3 separate regions of the Mus musculus genome follow, and regions 2 and 3 are each linked to region 1. The links are chromatin contacts, called in public HiChIP or PLAC-seq and Micro-C maps. All regions are on one chromosome and are shown on one strand. The core of a region is the stretch at or near the end of the contact, and the rest is flanking DNA. Distances in the headings are between cores, read along the strand shown.

Region 1 (2,697 bases), core at 140-2,639:
AGTCAAGAAAGAGGAATCACAGACGCGCCACCATCAGGAACTGATTTTCCACTCTGGAGAGGAGCGCTGATACCCTGGAATGGATCTTGTCTGCATTATTTTTTTAGATCGCCAGTTGATTCTGGGACAGTGGCGGCTGTGAAAAGCTCGGTGCTGGGATGTGTCCGCGGAAATTCTGTTTTGCCTTGTTTGGGTATACTGTTTGGGTTTCTGACACTGGGGTGGGTATCTCAGGGCCGATCATCAGATCCCGGGAGAGGAAAATCAGATAGCCCTTTTACAGCGTCCGCTGATCTCCTTGAATTTCACCCGCTCACCTCCATGGACAGGAAGCAAAAGTTATACTGGGGTCTTCCAACTCAGTGACCTCAAAACCTAGGAGTAGGGGACCTAAGGCGCTCCGTTTTTCTTTTGCAGCAGCGGCAGAGAGCGCTGCGGCAGACTGACCGGGGTGTGGGGGGATCCCTCAGTCCTGGACCCCTTACTCAAAACCCTCCCGGCTTGGCTCGCCCACCTTGCCCTGTGGGCGCCCGTCTCCCTGTAGCAAACCCCTCCGGCGGCCAGACTGAAGTCTTGGCTCCTGGTGAACCGAATCCAAAGTCTCTAAGATTCCGGAGAAGACCCTAGAGCCGGCAGGGCCAAACTTCCCAACTCCCCGCCGCCGGCTCCTGCTTTGCCTCCTGCTTCCCCCACGCAAAGTTGATTAAAACAGGCTCTTTGCAAAGCCTCAGCGCCCACTCCAAACCCCACGCGCCGCCACACCGGCACCCCCCAACCCCAAAAGCAGGGAGAGGCGAGGGTGCGGGAAGGAGACACAGACAGATCGGCAAAGCCCAACGACCCAAAGCAGAATCTCGCCCCGGGAACAAGATGTGAGCCGGCGGCGGAGGTGGTCTAAGGGGGGCAGCTCCGGGGAAGAGAGCTAGCGCCGGCGGGGGCGTGGGGAAGGGGCGCGCCTGCCCTGCCGCACGGCTGCACTCACCTCCGCGCTGTCGGAAGGGCTCTCCACAGCCATCTTCTGCCACGGGTCCGCCAGCTGCGCCAGCGGCATCTTTCCCCCCCTCCCCGGCCCGCCGCCGCCTTCACCGCCTCCTCCCTCCCCACCCGCCCCACAGCCGGCTCGGCTCCTTAGCCACTCGAGCTCCAAGGCAGAGCCGAGAAGCAGCAGCCGGGCAGCCGCGGCTCCCCCGAGAGCGAGCTCGACGCCGACGCCGACGCCGACCACCCGAACGCCCAGCGCCTAGCCACAGCCGCCCGCACTCCAAGCGAGAGCCTTGCGCCGCCGCCAGGCACCAGGGCTCGCCCCTTTCTTCCTCTCCTCCTTCCGCCGCCCGGACTACGGCTCCGCCCCCCGCCTCCCCTCCCCGCCGCTTCCCGCGCCCGATCCCAGCAGAACAGCGACGGCCGCGCGCTCCCCCACTTCCGCTCACAACATGGCGTCTAAGCGATACCTGTCTCTCTAGAGCGAGGCTGGGCGGCCTCCGCCACCACCGCGCGCACCCAGGGGCGGGGCCAGTGCCGGACACGCCCCCTGGCTGGCCGCTCGGCGCCGCCCCTTTTCCACCTCCTACCCCTTCCTCCTCCTCCTCCTCCTCCTCCTCCTCCTCCTCCTCCTCCTCCTCCTCCACCTCCTCTCTCTAGCCTCAGCTTCTGGGCCTCGCCTACTTTCAGGAAGGGCGAGCCCAAAAAATTTGGGGGCGTTGGCGGGAGATGGGGTGGGGAGAGAAATGGGCTCTGCGGGGCGGACGAGGTGCCTTTGACTGCCACGAGTCCTAACAGCTCGGAGACTAGTTGAGAATAGGAGAGCAGAGGGGTTCGCGCTCAGCTGGTGAAGCTGGGCAAGGCGCTGGGGGCGCAGTCCGGTGGTAGCAGCCCCAGGCGGAGGCAGGAGGTGTCTTTTCGGCCTTTCTCCTCCAGGGGTGCGCGTGGGCGCGCCTAGGCTATGGGCACATCCCCTCCTGGCCCAAGACTCTCCTCCTTCAGGGTCACAAGCTGGGTATTCATTCACCTGACCCCTTTTCTCCTGCTTGGACGGGGACTCAAGAGGCTTCTTTCCCGGGAGCTAGCCACACATACGTACGTTCGGCTCCCAATTTGATTCAAAGCTTTTCGAGTTGACTCTCGTGTTCAATGTTTAGTACTTTGGAAATTTTTCGTCCCACCCTACCTCCGCCCTAATAACCCTTCCCAAGTGCATAGAGCCCTCGAGTTTCGGCCCAGACTGTCACACTCCTCCCTTGCTACCTAAAGCTTAAAAGAAAACAGGTTCCTTAAGGTTGCCCTTCTTGGCAGAGATTAAGGAGTTAGTAAAAATATCTTCTAGGCAGGAGCGCGGGGTTCCTGCTTCTCCGTTGACTTTAAATAAAAGATTAGATTTTTTTTTTTAAATCAAGCTGGTCGTAGGCGGAGGAGAAAGGGAGGGGAGGTTGTGACTCCTCCTCCTGCCCGAGAAGAGGAAGCCCTAGGTTAAGGGAACCCAATCCTCAGTCGGCAACGGAGCCACAGAATTCTAAGAGTTCGAGAATTAATGGCTGGGCGCTCTGAGTGGATTCCGGGAAGGCTCAGTCCTGGGTTCTCGAGCCCGCTGCTTAGATGCGCTGAGTATGTCTGGGATGTGTAAAAGTCGCTGGGCTGAGTGGAAAGCTACTGCAGCCCCTGGCTAACCGCCCTGCATCGGAAAGAAACACACACACACAC
Region 2 (2,697 bases), core at 113-2,612, 370 kb before region 1:
CTAGAAACACCCCAAAAATCATATGCTAGAGGCATAACAAGCAAAGGCTGACCAATGAGCAAGGCTAGTACCTAGATAAAGCAAACGTTTACTAGAGACCAGACAGTCACAAGTCCTTTGCTCAGTAAAGTGCCAGTTCCCCTGGGCAGTAAGGTGGTTTCCACACTGTCAGGTCTATAATAAAAAGGATCCTGAAGAGCTAAGGTTAGCTGCCTACATGGAAATTATGCTTGCTAGGTGCATCAAAAACTGGATCACCATTTCCAGTTCCTGGCCCTGCAGACTGAGAGGAGGATATAGGAAGTAGCCTTTGAGTGTAACAGAGTGGAGAGGGGTTCGGCGTGGGGGAAGACAGAGTGAGAGGTGGAGGCACAAGTGGGGAACGCATGAAGAGCTCAGGACCCTGGGACAGCCCGCCATGCCCGGTACTGGGGCGTTTCCTAACCTCCCACCACCGGCATCATCAGGCAGTAAAGACAGTCTAACCCTCTCCCAGAGACCCCGACCTTCAAGGCTCTTCTCAGGCTGGCCCAAGAGCCCTGTACAGGGCCAGAGCCCACCAAATCCTGGTACCCGGGTCCACAGCGCCAGGGAGGGTGCACTTGGGTGGGAGAATGGCAAAGACAAAACTCTCCCCGCCCACCCGAAGAAGCCAACCACACCCCCTGACTCCCTCAACCCAAGCAGCCCCGGAGCTAGCCCCCGCGATTCTCTGCTCAGGCCCCCTCGGGTTCCAGTCCGTGCCGCGCGCGGGCTCCGCAGGGACACTAAAGCAAGTGAGAGTGAATGGGGGTGCGCAAGGCGAGGGAGGGCGCTCTGCGCGATGTCACTCTCCCGGCCCTGCTCCAGGGCGCCCTCCCCGGGTCCGCGGTCCCGGGATGGGCGCGCCAGTCGACCCCTACACACAGATGGGCTGAAGGTTCGAACGGCCCCTGCACTCACCCATTGGCGCCAAGACGAGCCGAGCCGCCGAAGCAGCGTGAAAGTTGGCGGAACCGGGCGTTGGGTTCGGAGCGCCGAGGTCGCGGCGCAGGGATCGGGGGCGCGAGCGTCGGGACGCGGCTGCTGCTGGGCCGGCTTCGTCCTCAGCGGCGGTGGTGGCAGCTCAGCGCCGCCCGCTACTGCCTCTGCTGCTGCTGCCGCTGCTACCCTGGGGCGACTCCTGCTGCTGCTGCTGCTGCATCGCGGCCCCACTGCACCCGGCTGCTCCGGGTTTCCTGCTCTCTGCGAGTGGAAATTGCGAAAAAAAAAAAAAAAGAAGAAGAAGAAGAAAAAAAAAGAAAGAAAGAAAAGAAAAGAAAAGAAAAAAAGCACCGCCCAGCCCAGTGCCCTGCAGCCGCCTCGGAGCCTGCTCTCCCCTCCTCCCCGCCGCGGCGAAGCTCAGCGGCTCCGCCCGCCCGAGAGGCGCGGCCGCCAGGCGGGGGCGGGGTCGAGGGGCGGGGCCCGAGCAGTGTCCAGCCCGACTCTGGGGCTCGTCCTCTGTCTGCGGGGCTCGGCCGCCCCCCTCACCTCTGGCTCTGTCCCGGCTGGAGCTCCGCAGAGGGTCGCCCCCTATCCGCCTAGGCTCGGCTCACGCCCCGGGAAATGCCGCGAGACTCCTCGAGACTGGAGGAGATTTAGGGGGTCCGTGGGGGTGGGGGCGTCGGAGTTGTGGGGCACGTGGAAAAGGTGGATCGAAGGCAGAACCCCGAGAAAGGAGGGCTGGGGGAGGGGAAGCCGGTGGCAGGTGAAGAGCGGGACACCTGCTGTTATTAACAGGTGACACCCCTTCCCTGCGGGGGGGGACATAGAGGAAGAAGGCTGCTAGCAGGGGGCTGTGGGAGGAAGGGGCCTTTGGCTGTGGCTTTGGAGTACTGGCAGACCAGGTGCGAGTTTGGAGCGTAGGAGGTGGTACTGGGCTAGAGGTGCCCAATGAGAAGGGCGCAGTCAGGCTGCTGAGCAGGTCCGCTGCTGGCCACCGCCCCTCCCAGGATTAGACCCTCCTTACACCTGACCCAGTGGTACCCGGACAAGGTGTGGGGCTCTGCTGCCTAGGAATGTTTCTAGGTCCAGAGACAAAGATTGGCTGGTTCTCCATCAGGCATCACTGTGCTCTATTGAGCCTCAAACCCGGATAGACAACAATTTTAAGTGGACACTAAAATGAAAATAGAAATCCATAGGAATTCCTGGGCAACTCAACGAGCTTCTTTTTTGGAGTCTATTCTCCACCACACCTTTCAGCCAAAGAGACTTGCCTGCGACCGCATTCATTGAGCAGTCTGTTGTTTCCTTTCCACTTTCCACCATCTGGTGGTAGGAAGAGATAGTGAGCTAGACTGGAGACAAAATAGGCAACAGGGAAAGTGAGACAAGAGAGAAATTAGATCATTGTCCCCTGCAAATGGAGGCTGGGGACTAGTGAACCCAGAGGTGACAAATAAAAGCTGACCCCATGCCCAATGGAGATCTGCCTTGCGTACCCGGTGAATAATAATAATGCAGCATTATTTGTATATTGGGTCAAAGCCTAAAATTTCTGTAGAAATATGTTGGAGGGTGGAGGGGGTATTTCAGTCATAAGGCTGAGGCATAGAAGATGGTGCTGTTAATGAGTTCTGGCTTAAAGGCTAGCCTGGGACACAGGATGATCCTGATGAGTAAGGGGGAGGGAAGAGGAGAGACTTGCAGGCAGGGCTTTAAAAAGAAGAGTAACAG
Region 3 (2,697 bases), core at 127-2,626, 310 kb after region 1:
AGAGGATTGCCTTGTTTGGCATCAATGGGAGGGGAGACCCTTGGTCCTGTGGAGGATTGATGCTCCAGAGTAGGGGGATGCTAGAGGAGTGAGGCTGGAGTGGGTGAGTGAGTGGAGGAGCTCCCTTATAGAAGCTAAGGGGGGGAGGATGGGATGGGGGCTCTGGGGAGGGGAAACCGGGAAGGGGGACAATTTTTGAAATGTAAATAAATTAAATATCCAATTAAAAAAAGATATTTGTAGGCAAGCCTGGTAGTATAGGTACTTGGAAAGCCAAGATGGGGAGATTAAAAGTTCAATATCTGCCTGAACTACCCAATAAATAGGCAACTTATGGAGACCTTGTCTCAAAATAATAATTTACAAACATGGCTGGGATATAGTTTATTGGTAGAGCTCTTGGCTAGCATACTCAAGGTCCTAGGTTCCATTCATAGTGCCATCCCCAAAAAGTGTCATTTATAAATGTTGACTGGGATATGGGACTGGATGATTAGCTTTTGCATTTAGCCAAGTTAGTAGCATAAAAGTTGGAAGTAGAGGTTCTGGACTCATCCTGTTTGGGTTCAGAAATCTGTCTTTATGACTCAGCGACTATATTATCATCGGTGAGGTTTTTAATCGTGTTGAGGTGCTGACTCAACTTCCTCATTTGAACAAAAGAAATGATAATAGGGTTATTGGGAGAATTAGATGACGTCACTTGACATAGTAATGGTTCAAAAGTCATAAGCAAATACCTGACAATGACTTGCCTTCTGATCCCCATGAAGGGGTACAATACAGTATGGAAGGAGCTAGAGAAAATTGCTTTGAAAATGATTTAGGGGTTTACAGGATATAACTATCATTTTGCCACCTACTTGGGAAAGAAACGGGAGAATAGGAGGTGTGCAACTACCAAGCCAGCAGGACAAGATGGACTAATCAGAATATCATTGTGTTAGAAACAACAGTAATTAGGAAAGATGATCTCAAGAAAAGATATGCTCCTTTCTCTAAAAGCAAATAAAATGGTCAATAGCACTCATTTTGAAGGGTTTGGAACATCATGAATTATGGAATCTCAGCAGTTCAGTTAGTCATTACTTGGGACCTGCAGGCCATTTGAAACTAAAGTTCAGTACCAAACCTGATGGAAATTGAGGCTGAATCTGAATCAGGAATGAAGTCATTAATCAGGGTGACTTTGAATGTCCTATTATTTTATTAAGCTCAGAGGAGGTTAACAGTGAGTCAATTACTCTAAGATGTAAATATAAATCTCCAATGCATCCTGATTCACATTAGTTTTCAAGTGCTGTATTCAGTCTGCCTCTCCACATCAGGATTGAGCTGTGATTCAGAGGCAGCCTACTGATGACTCATCCTCTGTTACTGTTTGGATGGGTCACAACGCCCTGTGTGGGTTGACAAGGGGGCAGAGATGCCAGGACTTCCTTTAACATGACATCTCAGAACCCTAGGTACTAGAAACTAAGTCTCAGGATCCAGGTGAAGAACCTAACAAACCTTTTCCCTGGTGCCTAAAAGGACCCAACTTCCAGTTGTTCCCTGGAGGAGGTTTCTATGTGCTCAAAGGAGGCTCCTTAGAGATGTGGTGGCTTCCTAGGTAGCACAAGATGCTACCTCTAACCTAGCAAAACAGTCTTTTCTTTCTCAGGGTTTTCTGGTCTTTGATGTGATAGAAAGGGAAGTTCAAAACAAAGCACACTGAAAGGCATCCCTTACAAAGTGAAAAGTCTCACTTGCTGCCAAAACCCATCTTAACAAGTTCATGAACTAACAAAGCTTCTCTGGGAATTTTCCAGTTGACTCAGCTGCCATTTTGAAATTTATCTTTCAATTTCTCTCCTTTTGATCTCTCTTTGTTTCACTGGAGCCATTCTTTATACTCTACCAAGTACCTCTGTTCTCTGGGACCATAACCCTTCTGTCTATTCTGACAGCTTAACAACTGATTATAAGGCTCACCATTTGATTACACTCTAGGACAGTTTTCCTCTAGCATCCATACATACTGAGAATATCCCAGCCTTGGGGAGTTTTACATTCCTCCACAAGTCATGCATCTAGGTCAAATCAGTCATATCCACAGACAATCGAGACAAGAGGAATTTCCTGAATTTGAGTCACGAAGATCAAGTCCTTGACACATTTGGTTCAGCATTCAAATCAAGACCATCACAATATCTGCCTCCAGGAAACTAGATCTCAAATCTCAAAAAGAGAAAGTTTTTTTTTTTAATCATTTCCTGGTTCAATGGCCTTTGTAGTTGTCTTTCCAGTTTTTTTTTTTTTATTAGAGTCCAAATACTAGAGTCTGGGACATGGAAAACTACTTTGTATACCTCTATCCATATCTGTGCCTAGCAGAGCATCCAATCCACAACAGATTGTTGGTAAATTATTTTTGAGTTATCATAGAGAAATAATCTATCATCGAGGTAATATTTTGATAACATATTTTCCATCCTTGAAATAAAGCTGGCACTATATTTTATGTATTTACAGATTACTGGTCTAGGGCAGTGAAGGTCAGAAATGTATATTAAGGGAATTAATTATTGCTGCCTCACAATCCACCCTAAATGGTTTTTAAGATAGCAGTGGTGTATAATGCTTACAAGTCTACAGTTGGCTGAGGGTTGGCTGATCAAGGTGGGGCTGTGCTAGGGAGGCTTAGCTCTGTGTGTC

Evidence for each region. Hi-C and Micro-C count contacts between places; a contact is called where the count stands out from the background. HiChIP or PLAC-seq counts read pairs in DNA pulled down with a chosen protein or histone mark.
Region 2: a contact with region 1 is called in a Micro-C map of embryonic stem cells, with 5 times the contacts expected there. The contact joins the promoter of Sh3kbp1 here to the promoter of Rps6ka3 in region 1. A contact is called at or near these places in 3 of 39 promoter capture datasets (embryonic stem cells, erythroid cells and stem cell-derived epiblast-like cells), 3 of 484 Hi-C or Micro-C datasets (embryonic stem cells and pre-megakaryocyte-erythroid progenitors) and 1 of 115 datasets of contacts at active chromatin or transcription factors (microglia).
Region 3: a contact with region 1 is called in an H3K4me3 HiChIP or PLAC-seq map of bone marrow-derived macrophages, with 3 times the contacts expected there. The contact joins the enhancer-like site here to the promoter of Rps6ka3 in region 1. A contact is called at or near these places in 6 of 484 Hi-C or Micro-C datasets (the G1E-ER4 cell line, the N1E-115 cell line, cerebellum and 2 more) and 3 of 115 datasets of contacts at active chromatin or transcription factors (bone marrow-derived macrophages, embryonic forebrain and large pre-B cells).

What each region holds. Positions count from the first base shown.
Region 1 is chrX:159,254,474-159,257,170 of GRCm38.p6, reverse strand. Rps6ka3 (ribosomal protein S6 kinase polypeptide 3) reads right to left here and starts at 1,389. Exons shown (of 22, transcript NM_148945.2): 1 at 983-1,389. The coding sequence starts at 1,051.
Region 2 is chrX:159,625,937-159,628,633 of GRCm38.p6, reverse strand. Sh3kbp1 (SH3-domain kinase binding protein 1) reads right to left here and starts at 1,362. Exons shown (of 18, transcript NM_001135727.2): 1 at 943-1,362. The coding sequence starts at 946.
Region 3 is chrX:158,939,905-158,942,601 of GRCm38.p6, reverse strand. No RefSeq gene overlaps it. Among named protein-coding and RNA genes, the nearest start is that of Rps6ka3, 310 kb to the left of the region's middle. Within about 2 kb of position 1,376, at least 13 of the 459 cell types and tissues checked have an H3K27ac peak or open chromatin away from gene starts, as enhancers often do. A contact at or near this core is called in the N1E-115 cell line and bone marrow-derived macrophages, where this site is marked.